Regions from separate parts of the Mus musculus genome. Here region 2 is linked to region 1. Evidence: chromatin contacts called from public promoter capture Hi-C data. All regions are on one chromosome and are shown on one strand. Each heading gives the region's core, a stretch centred on a gene start, on an enhancer-like site or on the middle of the called end of the contact. The rest is flanking DNA. Distances are from core to core; before and after follow the strand shown.

Region 1 (4,173 bases), core at 48-2,547:
GAAACAGAGTAACTCTCTTTTGGGGCTTTCAGAAATTTAAGACCCCATGGAGGAAGTTTTTCACATCCATGCCCGTCTACGCGATAATTGTTGCCAACTTCTGCAGGAGCTGGACTTTTTATTTACTGCTCATCAGTCAGCCAGCTTATTTTGAGGAGGTTTTTGGATTTGAAATCAGCAAGGTATGTACAAATTCACCTTATTACAATATTAGATAATATTTGTACTTAAGTGAATAATCCTTTCTTTAGCCAAAAGTTTGTCTTCTAAACTTCATAATTTACTGCCAGGAAGGGTGTGTGTGTGTGTGTGTGTGTGTGTCCACATCCTACTCTATTTTGTTACAACTAGAAGTCTCTGCCTTCATGTAGCTTCCATTTCGAAGGGTCTGAACATCAATGCAGGATTTTCCCCACAAACAAATGTAACAGCCGTTAGTCTGAGGCAAGCAATCTGCTAACAAGAAAGGTCACCCATCCTAACGGAACTGTGTTTAGGTTACTACCAACCTCCTCTCCTTACATGTTCGCAGAGATCAGTCCAATTGAAAGATATACCTAGCAAATCCAAAGTCTGAAAATGTCCTTGTACTTTGTTCATCAAATTTACTCTAACAAGCATTCGCTGAGTCTATTATAGGACACTGTGTTATTCAATAGTAAAACAGAACTTCTCTCCCGAAATGCTTACAGCTTTGTAGTAGCAGACAGAACTCTTGTGTTACCAATTCACACGCACAAGGTGTGAGAGGCATATGTTAAATAGACACAAAAATAAAAAACATTTCCAGATTTTCTATAAGGAGAACTTGACTTTAATTACTCCTTTTGTATTAGAACTTGGAATGCTGGAAGTTTTATTTTTTTTCATATTCATGAATAATTTCATCTGGTAGACCAGATGGATAGTTATCATCATTTGTGTTCAGCTGATGGTAAAATAGAACTGAGGGTAATTATTGAAATCACCTAATGCTATCCTAACTATACTAACTAAGCTCAGGACATAGATTCATCATTTCTGCTTCAATTTCCATTAGTGTCATACATCAGGTGACCTGTATATCTCCTCACACACTTAGCAGCTCCGAGCTCTCTGCTGAGTCTCAAATCCATTTATCTTTGCTGGCAATAGTCTTGCCAGCTCTCCTTGTGTTGTTACATAAGTCCAGCTGGGCTTGGGCTGTTCATATTGTGTCTCTACTTGAAAGGCTATCTGAGAGCTAGGCTAGAGAAAGCCTGAGCCTGGCAGTTGCTGGCCTAAGAGCTCTTTTGAAGCGGCTGTTTCTAAGGAAACAGTTCCTCTCTCCCTGAGCAGAATAGCGGCTGTAGACCGGCCTCTTCTCCCTGGAGCTGATCAAACATTACAGGGCAGCCTGGAGACCTCTGAGAGTATCACACCTCTCAACAAAGACGGTTGGAGGTGTGAGTCCATTTTCATAATCTAGGACAAATGTGACACACAAAGGCTATTAATAAAGCCAGGACTTGTTGGGGTAGGGAGAGGTGCCAACGGATGATAATGAAGTGATCTTCCTGGGCTTGTGTCTCCAATTAACTGAAAACGTTAAATAAATTCTGGGGTAGTTTGCAAAAACTGTATGACCTTACACATGGGTGGATTAATTCACTTGCTATTATAAAGTGAAAATTGTGGATACATTCTACATGCAGTGTGGACTGAAGATTTTGATTATGCTGATCCAAATTGTTTCAAATTCTCCAACTTACCTGAAAAAATTTTGGAGGAGGGCATGGTAGGAAATTCGGGTGTGTCTAAGTCATGTGGCTTTGAACCTAAGCTTTATAATGAAGTATTAGCCTACAACTTAGGGTTGATTTTTGAATAATTATCCCTCTTCGATTTCTTATTAATAGGTGAGAACTGTAATACTATCATTTAGAAGTGAATCAGATATTATACAAATAAAATTTTTACATTGAAGGTGGCTTACCAAAACTTCATTAAGCTAGATATCGTATAGATAGAACCACAAGGAAACACCTTAATCTTTATGCCAAGTGTGCTTATGTAGCACATGAACACACACACACACACGCGCGCGCGCACACACACACACACACACACACACACACACAGAGTTATATATAGGACCTAATGTATGCATACTGAGAAGTGAACTATATTAGTTCTCTCTCTCTCTCTCTCTCTCTCTCTCTCTCTCTCTCTCTCTCTCTCTCTCTCTGTGTGTGTGTGTGTGTGTGTGTGTGTGTGTTTCCCTATGTTAGTATGTAAAGACTTTCAGCTCCTTTGAGAATGGCAAATCAGGGCAAATTCAATTCTAGGAATTTAATGAGCACCTTTAAACCTCAGAATATAGGGTTTAAAATGAGAGGAGACATTTGTTTCCTTTGAGATCCTTAGTTAGAGAGACTATGCTTCATGCTCTGCCTCCTGACAGTTTCAAAACGTGGTTTAGATAGAGTTGCCATTCAACTGTGACATACTAGAGGGATAACTAGTGTCACTGAACCTGGCATTACTAAGAAGAATGGGTTATAGATTCTTAATAGCCAGCTCATCCTCCAAAAGCTTTAAAAACAATGAGCCAAATAAAGACGATCCTAGAGGGATGGGTTAGTCAGATAATGTGTGCACTAATTATTCATAATAAGTTACCGGAGCTGAAAAGACCTACACAAGGACAATTTCCAGGAAATTTTGCCTAAGAAGATAGAAGATTCCATACTTCCAAGTGCTGAAGCAGGGACCAAAATGTACCTGTTAGCATTGCTGTTACTGATCCTGATGAAAGAGTAATAAAGAACTTATTATCTTTGCTCTTTGCTGACACAAAGTGATAAAGAGATTCATTCAAATGAATAGTAGGTAGATGGGGCTGCCCAGGGTAAGACTTTTTTCAGATAGAAAACACTTTAAGTGGGCACAGGAAATGTCACTCCCAAGCAAGGAGTCGGTGTTTGCAAAATGAAAGGATGGCATGGGAGTCTGGGAAAAACTTTACATGTGTTTCAGGATGTGTTCTCCTCAGCATCTTCCAGATTCACATTGAATTTTGATGGATATCTACTATGATCAAGATGGTATTCTCAAACCAATAATACTTGGCATGTACCCAGTTTGCCTTATATTTTTATTTATGTCCTATTTACTAAATATCCACTTATAAGCAAATAAGCACATTCACACACAGTATCCTATGTAAAACTCCTTTTCTTTTTTTTTTTGTGGAAAGGTTTCTAAAAAACACAATTTTATTCAGATCTTAATGAAACTATATGTGAATATATTATAAACAGAGGAAGTTAGCAAAACTGAAGTAATATTACACAGTATAATAATATTGTTTATCTTCTGCCATTCAACAATATACACTATACAGTATCACTTGTTTCAATACTCATTTGCTTCCCTTTAAGTAGGCCTGATGCCAATTTATTGCTCATGAAAAAGACATTGCTATTCATACTCTATCTGTAGTTTTCTTGAGTGAAATCTCCTTTTCTTTCTTAGGTGGTGGCATAGTTTTTAAGCACCCATGCTACGAGCTCAGTCTTTAAGTGTTGACTGAACTGTTTAAAACTTGTGCTTTTCAATCTCACCTTCCTCATTCAATAATAGAATCCCAGAAACTTCCACCCCAGCTAGAAGAATGAACTCATCAGTTGAAACCTTTGATCTGTTTTAGAACACTTCTCCCAATTAGTCATGACCCAACCCCCATTTGTGAATGTTACTCACACTCTGTGTGCCATTAGAAAATAAAACCAGAATGTACATCTCATAGCTCCAATAATCCAGCAAAGAGTCACACACACACACACAAACTCACAGTCTTTCCCTTGCCAAAAGGTGGGCTTCAAAATATACTCAAGTGAGAAAATCCATTCATGTGGTAATAGCCCATTTAAAATGTGTTTTTTATATTCTTCCCCAATACCTAGGGGAGCTCGATTGTTAATAATTAATTGTTAAAAATTATATTGAAGGCATGCTAGATTTGAGATGATTCTGACTTCTATGAAATCTGTTTAGAGGCTGCATACCATGGTATGGCAACATAACTATATTTGGTGGCAACTGACTCAAACTGAAGAATTTGTGAACAATTCACTTAACATAAATGAAACCTATGCTATAAAATTTAGAAGAGCTGTCTTAAATTTAAATATGTAGACTTTCACCTTCTCA
Region 2 (4,275 bases), core at 1,769-4,268, 230 kb after region 1:
AGTTTGGGTTACATTTCTGGTGAAACACAAGAGAGATTGCATGAGAAATAAAGGTGCTACTGTCAAGGGAAATAACAACTCCACTGTTGAGAAATGCCGAGGGGAAGGATTGTTGTCTCTGCCTCCCTGGAACTGTTACATGCCATTAGGCTCACTGTAAGTGATCCCCTGATGGATTCTGTGCTGGACAATGAGCTTCAGAACCTGAGGCGTCTTCTTGCCTTTGTAGAGTGACACAGGGCTCTGAAACATCAATGCGAGTCACAGGGCACACAAAAGGGTGAGGGTAGAGTTACTGTGAGACCATATCTCACTTTCAGGGAAGTAGTGGGAGAGATTGTGTCTTGAGAAGGAAGACATTTTAAAGGTAACCCTTTTAAGATTTCAATTTAAATGTGTGACTCATGTGCTTAGATGTATGATTGATTACATACGTGTTGACAGGCTAGCCATCTTGTAGGATCCTGATGAGCTACAGAGGTATTATTATGCAGGAATAAACATAATTTTCAAAGAATTGACATTGAAAATATTTCAGGTGTTTTTTGTTTCTGATATTTAATCACAGGCATTAGGGAAAGTGTGAGCAATGCTGTTATAACTGGGAGAGAATAAACAACAGCAACATTGTAGTTCTTATGTTAATGGTCCTGTAACCTGTGGCAAGTTGTAGTAAACAAGGGTCACCTTCCTAGTGCTTCAGGTCAGATACTTAGAGAATGTCCCAGAGTGAGCTGAGTGAGTCAGGGATGAAAGTGTACCTTTCCTTGGTGAGGCACTATGCGCTTTATGTACTTACTACTTCTCCCAACAGTCAGCTCCAAGATTCGGGAGATAACCACGTTCTGCATTAAACACAGAAATAGATCATTCACTCAAAAGAAACCTTTTAAAATAAATTAACCTAAATACATTAGAGTTTAAGAATAACTACAAAGGAGTACTGTGCAGAGTTTGAAACAGTAAAACTCCAAAGACAGTGTGTAATTTAGTCACTCTGAAGTGCTTAGATGAAATAGCCATGATATTATAGGCATCTAATGAGTTGCCTGTTGCAAATAGTCTTGTGGTTTTTGTCACTTGGGTGGACTTCTTTTGGTTATTTTATGCACATACTGATTTGTAGCCAGAATAGGTCCTATGGTGAAATAGACTCGAAATGAAATGATTGAACTGTTGTGAACACAGGCGAAATCATTTTATATCAGATAAAAGACTCCTTCAATAGATTTATTTTACTTATATAGCATCAGGTTCTACAAATAATTCAGAGAGGGGCTTGAGATGTAGGTCAATGGGTAGAGTGCTTGCCTAACATGCAAAAGTCTCTGGGACTATTTTCCAGAGTTCCATATGCCGGTATGGTGGGTCACATCTGTAATCCCAGAGTTCAGGAGGTAGGACAGAAGAATCAGAAGGATGAGGCCACTGTCAGCTATATAGCATTTTGGGGCTACCATGGGTTACTTGAGACTCTGTCGTGAAAAAATATTAGACAAAGGTGATATACTTAAGGTCAAATTAAGTATTTAAATACTTAAACATATCTATATACCTCCACATATTTATTAAAATACTTTATAATTTAAATAGAGGTTTATGCTCTTCATACAGTGAAGTGATCAGGTCATGAAGTAATCTTATTTATTTACTTTTATTGTGTTGTATATTAACAAGGGATATCTGAGAAGCAAATTCTTTTTCTGCCACTCCTATTTTAGATGTAAAACATTAACATAGTTCTATGCTAAACTGATTACAAACAAAACTCAAAATGTATAACTAAAATAAGGAAGATTCAGAGCAAGGGAAACCGTAACAGAGGCCACCAGAGGCAGTGGTTGCAAGAAAGTGCTTTCCACTAATGCATTCTGTCAGACTATGTCTTTGTGGAAAGAGTTCTTGAGATTTGCAGAACAAGATCTTAGCCTTACTCTACTGTGATGCTATAGAGTCAAATTGCTTATGCCACTCTCCCCTTCTAATTTTGGTCTTCTGTGATTTTTGGAGTGGTAGTGGGGACTCTTTGAATACCCCTCCTCTCCTACCTGATACTGGGTGTTTTAATTGAGTGTCCTTGAATGAGTTTGGCCGTGACCAGCGAGTTGCATGTTGTGCTTATTCCTTTAGGTAATAGTCTTGCCAGAAGTCCCCATGTGCTTCCTCAGGAGCCTGTGCTTGCTGTCCGTGCTTGTGCTCAGCACTCAGATTCTGTGGCCATCCCTGCCTTAAACACCAGCAGACACTAAAATCTCCATTTAACTACATTTTACTGGGTTTCTTCCCCTTGAAGCTGGCTGGTCCTTTCCAAATACATTGTTTTACATGAGCTAAGCATTTATTGTTTGATTTTCTCTTTGACCTTTGATTGTTTCTGTTACCAAGTGGCTGACTAATAGTTAGAGAGCCACATGAATAAGGCAAATAATTTCTCCTGGGTTTAATAATTAATAACGAGCTGACATCACAAAAGTTCATGGTTAAGGCTCATTGCTCATTACAATATTGTGGTGGTAGAAGTTTTTAAATTTTAACTTGTATAAAAAGTCTATTGCTCTTTTGTCCCCACACTAGGTGTTAGGAGTGGATAAATGATGTGCACTGCCCTGAGCCCCAAGGTTCGCAGCGGACCTGGCCTGTCTGATATGCATCAGTACAGCCAGTGGCTGGCCAGCAGACATGAAGCTAATTTGCTGCCGATGAAAGAAGACTTGGCCTTGTGGTTAACCAATCTATTAGGTAAGGTTATAAGATATCACTTTGTGAGCAAAGATAACAGTGTCTTGTGTATTTTACCTCCTCTGAGAGTGTCCTTCTCCCAAGCATGTGATCATACCTGGAAAAGAAAGACCTTCTTTATTAGGATTTTTTTCATCTGGGAAATTGAAGCCTGTGGAAATTTAAATGAATTTCCCAGTGCCTCTCACGTTAGCTGTGTTTCATATCCCTGCGTCCTGCACTGGAATGTGGAAACCTGCGGTCAAGTTGCTTATACCGTTCCTGCTCTGGTCTGATTTATTTCTGACTCACGGGCTTGCAGCTGACCACTTTGACCTGTGCTTTGGTTCAAGCTGCAGGCTCTGTGACATCTGCTTCTAAAATTGCCTTTTCTTGCCCTACTTTTACATCACGCCTTCCAAAGCTGCTGAATTCAGGGACTCAGGGACAATACCTATGCCTTGTCCAAGCGGACTGACTGGAGTAATTTACTTTGGAACTAAATTCCATTTTTTTAAAAAATATCCATTTTGGAAAAGCATCATTGTTGAGAAAATGATACTGCATGCTAATGGTGTCCTTTCTTTTGTCTGATGAATTTCAAGGATCAAAGTGCAACAATGAAGGGTACAAATTTGTACAATTAAAGGCTCACCATATATTTAGCCATAGCATCCCCAGTACCAGATTTCCCCGAGAAGAGTGAGCCACAACTTTAGGACCTTATAGTTTTCAGGATGTAGGATTGAACTGTGGAACAAGCAGAGTGTGAGTGGTACTTTGTGGTGGGCAGAGAGGATGCACCTACACTATTTTATTACTGCAGCAATGCTGCAAGCTGCAGGCTTCACTTTCTAGCTAGGAAGATGGGGCTACGTGCTGCATTCCTCTGGCTAAAACCTAGCAGAGGCTAAGAATGCAGAGGCTAAGAATCCATTTGCCTCTTGCAGTTTTTCTCTGCTTCCTGGCTTTTATACTTATATGCTATATTTAAAAGTCTTTGTCTGTGGTGAAGTACTTGCTCTTTTCTTCATCATAAACACCCCATCTTGACTAACTTTGTGGTTTAACCAAAACTACTAAGTGTCGATATAGAAAATATACCCTTCAGAAAGATTTTCAGAACCCCTTTGCCCCAAGCAAGGTCCTCCACCCCACGGTGGGACTGTCTCTAAAAGAATGAAGAGACTTGTATTAGGTAGTACTTCACTATTAACTTCATCAAACAGGCAGTTATTGCCTCCCTTGCTTTTGACCTTCCAGGGCTAACTAATGATTATTATTAATGCCTAGCCATCCGCTACAGATACAAGTTGCCATTGGAATTGTGTTACAGAAATTGAGAACACAAGCTCTAGCACTTTGTATAGTTCCTGGATCTTAGTTATTATTATTATTTAAGTTGCTGTTCTATTTATAAAGTCCAGTGAAATTGTTAATTAAAAAAAAAAGACTTGTTGGGGGCTAAATCATACACAGACTTGAAAAAAATTGTGCTGATTATAATCAGTAGTGTGATCAACAAAGGGCCATGGAGATGGTAGGATAGGAGGAATG

What was found. Capture Hi-C pulls out chosen DNA fragments and counts their contacts.
Region 2: a promoter capture Hi-C map of pancreatic islet shows a contact between it and region 1. The contact joins two enhancer-like sites. A contact is called at or near these places in 2 of 9 other capture datasets (adipose tissue and pancreatic islet).

Annotation. Positions count from the first base shown.
Region 1 is chr7:51,661,399-51,665,571 of GRCm38.p6, forward strand. Slc17a6 (solute carrier family 17 (sodium-dependent inorganic phosphate cotransporter), member 6) reads left to right here. Exons shown (of 12, transcript NM_080853.3): 8 at 33-182. Among named protein-coding and RNA genes, the nearest start is that of Gm33136, 39 kb to the left of the region's middle. Within about 2 kb of position 1,298, at least 17 of the 459 cell types and tissues checked have an H3K27ac peak or open chromatin away from gene starts, as enhancers often do. A contact at or near this core is called in pancreatic islet, where this site is marked.
Region 2 is chr7:51,885,338-51,889,612 of GRCm38.p6, forward strand. Gas2 (growth arrest specific 2) reads left to right here. Exons shown (of 8, transcript NM_008087.3): 2 at 2,575-2,739. The coding sequence starts at 2,592. Among named protein-coding and RNA genes, the nearest start is that of Gas2, 8.5 kb to the left of the region's middle. Within about 2 kb of position 3,019, at least 34 of the 459 cell types and tissues checked have an H3K27ac peak or open chromatin away from gene starts, as enhancers often do. A contact at or near this core is called in pancreatic islet, where this site is marked.